Linked DNA regions of Sus scrofa: all the other regions are linked to region 1. A link is a contact called in public HiChIP or PLAC-seq data. All regions are on one chromosome and are shown on one strand. Each heading gives the region's core, a stretch centred on a gene start, on an enhancer-like site or on the middle of the called end of the contact. The rest is flanking DNA. Distances are from core to core; before and after follow the strand shown. Region 1 has its middle 220 kb from the start of PITRM1. Region 2 has its middle 95 kb from the start of KLF6. Region 3 overlaps LOC102157904 (a long non-coding RNA gene).

What was found. HiChIP or PLAC-seq counts read pairs in DNA pulled down with a chosen protein or histone mark.
Region 2: a contact with region 1 is called in an H3K27ac HiChIP or PLAC-seq map of alveolar macrophages. The contact joins two enhancer-like sites. A contact is called at or near these places in 1 of 47 Hi-C or Micro-C datasets (embryonic fibroblasts) and 1 of 2 datasets of contacts at active chromatin or transcription factors (alveolar macrophages).
Region 3: a contact with region 1 is called in an H3K27ac HiChIP or PLAC-seq map of alveolar macrophages. The contact joins two enhancer-like sites. A contact is called at or near these places in 1 of 47 Hi-C or Micro-C datasets (embryonic fibroblasts) and 1 of 2 datasets of contacts at active chromatin or transcription factors (alveolar macrophages).

What each region holds. Positions count from the first base shown.
Region 1 is chr10:66,775,795-66,778,494 of Sscrofa11.1, forward strand. No RefSeq gene overlaps it. Among named protein-coding and RNA genes, the nearest start is that of PITRM1, 220 kb to the right of the region's middle. Within about 2 kb of position 1,352, at least 19 of the 83 cell types and tissues checked have an H3K27ac peak or open chromatin away from gene starts, as enhancers often do. A contact at or near this core is called in alveolar macrophages, where this site is marked.
Region 2 is chr10:66,581,834-66,584,638 of Sscrofa11.1, forward strand. No RefSeq gene overlaps it. Among named protein-coding and RNA genes, the nearest start is that of KLF6, 95 kb to the left of the region's middle. Within about 2 kb of position 1,403, at least 9 of the 83 cell types and tissues checked have an H3K27ac peak or open chromatin away from gene starts, as enhancers often do. A contact at or near this core is called in alveolar macrophages, where this site is marked.
Region 3 is chr10:66,559,037-66,561,736 of Sscrofa11.1, forward strand. The region is part of intron 1 of LOC102157904 (a long non-coding RNA gene); the gene reads left to right. Among named protein-coding and RNA genes, the nearest start is that of KLF6, 72 kb to the left of the region's middle. Within about 2 kb of position 1,420, at least 13 of the 83 cell types and tissues checked have an H3K27ac peak or open chromatin away from gene starts, as enhancers often do. A contact at or near this core is called in alveolar macrophages, where this site is marked.

The DNA.
Region 1 (2,700 bases), core at 102-2,601:
CCACGAGGGGAACAGCCTGGGCCTTTGGGAACGGAAGCAGGACCCTCTCGGGCCTCTGGCCCCGTGGGAAAAGCTGGCTCAGCGACATCTGAAACCCTGGCGGCTGCGGTTGTCCTGCCCCAGACTCCCAGGCACTGTGCTGACTGCTCGCAAGAGCGCAGTGAGTCAGGCATTTCGGGAGCATTTTTCAAAAGGGGAAACCCCTCCCTCCCCGAAATGTGACTCTCTAATGAAAAGAGACAGTGTCAAAACACCAACCGACTCCTCCACTCTCGGGTTCCTTTCATTCTTCCTGACTGAGACTCTTTTGAAGACTGGTTTGAACTCTCGGAGGCCTGAAACCCAGTCCTGTTGCAAAGCAAGAAGCCGCGTTCTCTTTGGGCTGGAATGTGAGCAGACAGGCCCCACCTACCACCTCCTCTAATCAGAGGGCCAGGCCCCAGGCCAAGAGGAGCACAACCTGCTCTGCAGACTTAGGTAGAAATGCGCTGAACCTGAGTTTAAAAAAGAAAAGGGGAGTTTCCATTGTGGCGCAGTGGAGACGAATCCACCTAGCATCCATGAGGTTGCGGGTTTGATCCCTGGCCTCCCTCAGTGGGTGAAGGATCCGGCCTTGCGGTGAGCTGTGGTGGAGGTCACAGATGCAGCTTGGATCCCACGTTGCTGTGCTGGCATAGGCTGGCAGCTGTAGCTCGGATTGAACCCCTAGCCTGGGAACCTCCATATGCTGTGGGTGCAGCCCTAGAATAGACAAGAGACAGAAAAAAAAAAAAAAAAAAAAAGCCAGGGGGAGAAGGGAAGAAGGGAGGGAGAGAGGTTCCCGTAGGAGGCCTCTGCTTGGGTTGCAGTCTTCCCAGAACCAGCCCGGGCTCCTGAAGCCTGGGGAGGTTGTGTCACACGTGCCCTCCCCCATCGAGGAAAAGTCCTCGGGTCTTCAGGGCTGGTGTTCTGCTCGGGCTGGCCTGGCCGACCCTGAGTCCGTCTCCACGTCCTTGCTCACATCTGACCGAGGCTGGGCACTTTCTCTCAGGAGAAAGAAGAGGAGGAGCCGGTCCCATGTGCTGCTGGCTGCTTTGGGTTAGATGATTCAGCTCGTTTTTGTGGATTTCCCAAGACACTTTCTGAAACTCTGTTGAAAAAATCTGTGTGATCTTGTAACAAATTAAACAAAAGACAAACCACAAGGGCCTGCCTGTTTGAATAGCACACCCACAAAAACTCTGCTTCTCCCGGCCTGTTGTGGAGGAGAAGCTGGGCAGGAGCATCAGCTAAATTCTAACTTCCTCGCCCCCCAGCTCTGCACAGCCTTCCTGGCGGCTTCCTGGGAGCTGGGGAGGGGCGGGTACCTTGTCGTCAGCCCAGGAGCACGCCAGCACACGGCCTGCCCGTGGACCACCTCGCCGACTGTGCCGGGTGCCTCGATGGCCAGCTCCCGTTTTAAATGAATCGGGGCTGGAGGGAAATGTGTGTGCTTTGTATTCCGTTTCAGCTTTAGGCGCTCAGTAGCATTTTCTATATATTCCCCTTAACAATGAGAAGCATGACTCCTCCGTTTCGTTGCCGTCTGTTTTCTTCCCCACGCACACACATTTCTTCAGCAGCTGAGTCACAGCAACACCGTAAGCGCCCGCGTGCTCTCACCAGCCAGGCTTTCCCAGCACACTTCATGCAGATGGAATTTCTCGCATCCCCACCCCCGATGCCCTCCTTCCGTGTGGATGTTGGAGTTGTGGTTGGGTGTTCGCCTCTGGGCCGCTGCTGTTATCTCCAGGGAGCCATCGCAACAAAGAAACATGTATTTCCAAGATGCGCAGCCCTGCCCAGCCCAGGAGCGTGGCTTATCCAGCCATCACGCCCAAGACAGAGGCGCCCATTCACAAGCACAGCCACCCTCCTCTCCCTGGAGAGGAGCTTCCCCGGCGTCGGGGAGATGCCCTGTCTTGCAGGGTGGGTTTTGAAATGTGCGATTCTGCGAAGCAGCGGCAAGGACAGTATCCTTTGCTCTTTCTTGGGTAGGCTGTTTTGTTGCCACTGTTACTCCTAGGCCGCCTCGAGAACAGCAGGCTCAGCCCTTAGAGAATTCTCAGATTGGAAGGAATGCACAGACTCAGAAATCTAACACACACACACACACACACACAGAAGGCGGGGCCTCGTGTGTTTTGCCAAAAACCATCTAGAATTTCCTGTTTTCCAAGTCTAGGATGTTACTTTACCTTTTGGGATCAGGTTTTCCATGTTCCTGGGATCTGGAACTTTCTATTTCTGACTTCTCTGAGGATGTATGAAAGACATTCAGTGGGCGTCTTGTAAAAACTGTACTGTTTCTCCCCCTTTTTGAAAAAATTTGAGATATAGTTGATTTATAACATGTTTCAGTTGTACAGCATAGAGATTCATAATTTTTAAAGGTTATACGTCACTTATAGTTATTACCAGTGTTACCTAATTCCCTGTGCTGTACAAGATAACATTGTAGCTTATTTATTTTATATACAGTAGTTTGTACCTCTTAATCCCTTCCTCCTGTCTTGCTCCTTCCCCCACTGGTAACCACTAGTGTCTTCTCTGTATCCATGGGTCTTTTTCTTTTTTGTCATGTTCACTGGTTTGTTTTAGATTCCACATACAGGTGATGGCATACAATATTTGTCTTTGTCTTAGTGAAAGTGACTTCTGTCAGTAAGCATGATGCCTCCA
Region 2 (2,805 bases), core at 153-2,652, 190 kb before region 1:
TGTTTGACTCTCAGCATATCGCTTTCACTTTCAGAACTTTGCTTCCCATCTCTGCAGTCTTGCAGAATCTGGAGCCTTGGTGTCCAAGGGAGGAGTGCTCCTGGGAACACAGCTGTAGTTTTCCCGGGTTCAAAGGGAAGGCTGCCCTTGGCCATTTTGGACTCCTTACCTCACGGAACTGAGGGCATAGAAGGAGGTCAATGCATGACCTGAAAGGATGAACCTGTCACTGGGACTGATTTCACACGGTGAGGTGCAGGAGATCGTCTCTGAAACCCGGGGATTCACTGAGTTGCTACCTGCTGCTCCTGAGTCCCATCATGATGATTGATAGGAACTCGGTAAATGCAGGACCATCAAGTAATTTGCATCCTTTATCAGTAAGATTTAGGCAGAAACAAACAGACAAGCAACCAAACGGTTCTGTGAGCCAACATGCCAGCTGAAAGGCAGGGGAACATGCGTGTTCAGTGAAATAAGGAAGCTAGGAAGGTGAATTTAGGTCTTGTAAAGGCAGGTCTGCAGCATCCACATTATATGTTCATTCTTTCTTTCCTCCCTATGTCTTCTGATCCTGCTACTCTACGTGAAGGGCTCTGGATGTGGATAACGTTATCACTTTGGTTCTGGGTGGAAGTAGATTAAATTCCATAAGAATACAGTGGTTTATGGAAAATGCGTTTCCTTGTGCTGGGTATGCATGTCTTTCTACCTAAAAGAAGGAGGACTTGCGTGCTAACTGGTGAAAAGGACAGGTAATGCTAGTGATGGCCCTCATGTCCCTCCAGATCCATTTCCTGCCGCCTTCTGTCCTGTCTGTGTTCTCAGACACTCACTTCTGTGGATAGTATTGTCTGGTCTTCTTGGCCTTTGTGGTGAGTATAGCCAGGAAGAGGCACAGAAGGAAAGAGGGTGGGGTGTTTAACTCGCCTGCTCCCTCTCTGCTGGGCCATGGCCTTAGCCATCTGTGAACTTGTTGCCAAGCTCCCTAAAGCAGACCTTCCTCCATGGATGTGGCCATCCATGGTTCTGGCCAAACTTGCTTCGGGTCAAGGGATTGTAACTACTATTGCTTGTTTGCACTACTTTACTGTTGGTTTTCTTGGCACTTCTTATACTGTTGTAAATATTCCTTTTATTAACCTTGTCAATTAACCCTTGTCAGTGTACCATTTGTACCATCATTTTCCTGCCAGGACACCAACAGATGCCCTTAAATAGTTCTTAAACCTGTTTGGTTTCCCAGTCTCTACCAGTACAGTGAGTTTGGGCTACTCTAATAAAATACCATGACTGGGTAGCTTAAACAACATTTATTTCTTATAGTTCTGGAGGCTGGAAATTCGAGGTCAAAGTGCTAAAGGTTCAGTTCCTGGTAAGCGCCCTCATCCTGGGTGGCAGACAGCCACCTTTTCACTGTGCTATGGCAGAGAGAGAGAGAGTGCTCTGGTGTCGCTTGCTCTGTTTATAAGGGAACTGTTTACATCACAGGGGCCCCACTCTCATGGCCTCATCTAAACTAAATATCTCTCAAAGGTCCCGCCTCCAATACCATCACAGTGGGGATTAGCCTTCAATATAGGCATTTGGGGAACACAAACATTCAGTCCAAAGCACTGCTATTAGTAGCCTACACTCTAATCCAACAATAGCATCAGCTGTACTCTGAGTTCTGTGGCTAGACGCACATGCTACTCTGATCCCGCCCACTCTGAGCACATGTGGTCGGTGACTGGTGTTCCCAGAGCCTCACTCCCTCCAGCAGTGGGGTCGTGCTTTTTCCCAGCAGAATGAGCAGAGTACCCATCCCATCTCATTGGCTTTGCTTTGGCCAGTGGGAAGCTTTAGATTCACACTTGAAGAGGTGCTGAACATGATCTTATCAGCCACTTGGATTTCTACCATCCAGTGAGTAGAACCAGCTCGGGTTTGCTACAGAAGGAGATGGATTCAGGGAGCAGTTCTGGAACCACCTACAGCCTGGCAGGTCCAGCTCATTGTGGCAAAGTCCATCAGATATACTGGCTTCTAACAGCTGAGGAATATTTAACCTGTTAATATAAGTGTAATAGTCACAGACGATTTTATACAACAAAGAGGAGGTTATAATGGCTGTATAATAACATGAGATCTGTTGGAAGATATGCTGTTACATGGAACAGCTTATAAATTGTATACTTAATAGACAAAGGCCACACATAGAAGAAGTATTAGAAAGAAAAAATAGAACAAGAATACTAACAGCCACTTGCCTTTCTAAAAAAAAAATATTTCACAATTTCTTTATATATGAAGCAACTTAATGAAACAGAAAGATGAGGGTTTTGAAACCACACAGGCCTACACTTGAATCTCTGCTTCACAAGTCGTTGGCTGTGTGAAGTTGGAGGTTATTGAACTTCTCTGAGCCTCTTTTTCCTTATCTGTTTGCTTTCATCTTTATCGTGCTTATTTCAAAGATTATTGGGTGGACGTATGAGAAAATGTAGGTTTTGAAAAGCTACATTTTCTCATACGTCCACCTGTAACTAGTTTTCTTTTCTTCATATTATATATTTAAAAAGAAAAAATAGAGAAAAGGGAAGGGAGGAAAGAAGGAAGAAAAAAGGAAGATGTGTTCCTCAAATGAAGCAAATTACTGTCTTTGTGGGAGGGACTTGCTGGTGAACATCCTTGGAGCAATAGATCCCTCTCCAAGCAGTAATAAACAGATGCTTTATGGGATTGGGGTGCCCCGTCGTGACACTCACTATCTGTCTATCTGTCTGTCTATCTATCTATCCATCCTTTTTTTTTTGTTTTGTT
Region 3 (2,700 bases), core at 170-2,669, 220 kb before region 1:
GCGTAGGGTTGCCAGGTCACTGAATCATTAGCATGTTTTTTCCCTAAGGTCTAATCTAATATCTGGAGGTTGAACACTCTTGGATACTCTAAGACAGCTGTGGCCGCTACACTGTATCAACAAGAATATGGCAGATTGGGTAGATTATAAAGGCATACATTTATTTCTCATGATGGTAGAGGCCGGGAGTCAAGATCAGGGGCCTAGCAGAGTGGGATCTGGGGAGAACTCTTTCTGGTTGCAGATGCCAGCCTCTCATTTCATCTTCACATGGCTGAGAGAGCAGGAGAAGGGCAAAGCAAGCTCTCCCCAGACTCTCCTAGAGGCACTAATCCCATCTGTGAGTGCCCCACCCTCCTGACCCTGCTAATCCTAATCATCTTCCAAAGGCCCCTCCTAATACTGTCACATTGAAGGGCCGGATTTTGGGGGGACACAGACATTCAGTCCCTACATCTTTCAAACCGTGGTGCCTGTACATTTAATAAAACCATCAAGCCATTGCCCTTTGCATGACTCACAAGCACTAGAGAACAACAATTTTAAAAACTGAAATTTACTGCTCTGCAGGCATACCAGATCCTTTAGTGGGATGGAAGTGTGAGCTGGGAAGGTGTGAATTTAAAACATCCCAGTCATGCTGTGGTGGCGTATTGAAAATACGAGGGAATGGATATATCTTGGGAACAAAGTATCCAGGTTGGAGATTTTGGGAAATGACTGTTCTGTCTGATAGAAAAATGGTGTGATGAAAGCATCAGAAATGAAGGCAGTGTGTGCTGATGATGCTGGCCTTCAGGAGAAAGAGGAGGACTTGAAGAATATGCCCACATGAAATAATCTCATCTTCAACTTAGTTTTTGACCTCCCCAGGCTCACAGAGCAAGAGTGTTCCTTCTTTACTGAGAGATCAGAGCTTCTCTCCTTAGCATCTGGACTTCTGCATCAAAAAGGCCATTCTAAGAGTGCTGGATTGAGTATGGCCTTCTAACTGGAAGCTGCCTCATCCTACCATGCCCCTGTCAGTTCTCCAGACTCTCTCCATAGTTCTCTCAATTTGAACCAGTCTCTCAGACTTTGGATGTTCCAGAATCCACTTTCCAGCTGAGTCCCAACCACTTGGCTACCTTCCCCAATCTCACTTTGAGTTTCCTGGGAGACATGGGCCCTGACTGATGGGAATTGGGGCAGCCTGTCAGAACCCATAGTGGCGTCTAGTATCCGTGCAGCTGACATGTGCATTATTTAGAAACCACGGGGTATGTAAAATGGGAAGAGGTCCACTTGGCAGTTCAAATTGGCGCATGTCTGTCTTGTGACACTTCCTCTGCTTCCTGGAATAGAATTCAGCCCCTCTTCCAGAACCTCCTGCAGAATATGTGACTTGCATTTGCAGAGTCGGCCCTGGGGCGTTTCATAACTCTGCCTTGATAACCACGTGGTAACAAGATTCACATATTTAGCAAGCTAAGAGCTTGGGATGATAAGTGGTATTAATAACGCCTGTCTGTGCTCCGTATCGCCTGACTTGATCAAGTAAACGACTCCTCTCACCCTAGCATGTTGAGTACAATAGCTGATTAATGTGAAATAAATCCATACAGTTCAGAGGAAGCTTTTGCTGAACTGGAATGAACATTTGGCACATTTAGCTGTAATTGGAAGTGAACCTTTAACCAGCAGATCCCGTGAAGGGGGTGCTTCTTCCTAAGTGCGCTTGTGTCCTGGCCTAATCACGTGACACTGGACTACTTGGGTCTTCATTTTCTTTTCTTTTCTTTTTTTTTCTTAATGACAAGAGTAATACATTGTTTCGGGGATGAGTAAATTTTATTCATTATTGCACCTTTTTTTGTTGTTGTTGTTAAAACTTACTGCATAAATACTTGGAACCCTGAATTCCAGATGAAATGCCTGAGTTTCATCCGTACTGGCTGTAAACACTGGCCTACTGTTCATGTCTCCCTCTGGTGTAGGTCTGTACCCATCAGCGTCCATCTCTCTCTATATGGCTTTGGTTTTGCCTACCTCTCTTGGGATTCACTATCTTGTCCTTTTTATCATTCATCTTTATCATATGTCCCCCTTAAGTGGCTCTTGGATGTTTTCCCTGAAATTGCTTCTTGGGAAGCCCCCAGTAGCTCTCATCTCCATAATGGGCTTGTCTGGCTGTGGGCCGCCGTCCCGTCATCCCTGTACTGCTTCCTGGGAATGACCACATCCCAGCAGGATAGCCATAACAGTTTCTAGTACCACCCCCAGAACACCTACAGGGGGCAGGTAGGAAACAAATGCACAGTGGAGTTAGTCAGCTCTTTCCTCCTCTGGCTAAGGCTGCTGCCCAGAAGAAGGGTGACTTTGAGACACATGTGTCTTTTTGTGGCCATCAGCCTAGGCCCCTTCTCAGCAGCCCCTTGACCCCATGGTCAGTGAGTCTTTCACACCCGCAGTCCCTGGATGGAGCAGAGGAGGACTGGCACGGTGTCCCGCTCATGTGACCCCTGTCTTCCTGTGCAGCCTGCTCTCCTTTCTCCACTGGGCCCTGTCTTGTGGTCAGTGTGGTATCTGACCTGGGGTCAGCTCCCTTTTCCTGCTCTCATCACTCCCAAGTCCGGAGTCCTTACCTCAGCCCCCACTTCCCACATCCGGGCCCCACTTTCCCTTGGGCACTGTCCCCTCACCTGCAAATTGGACCCAACA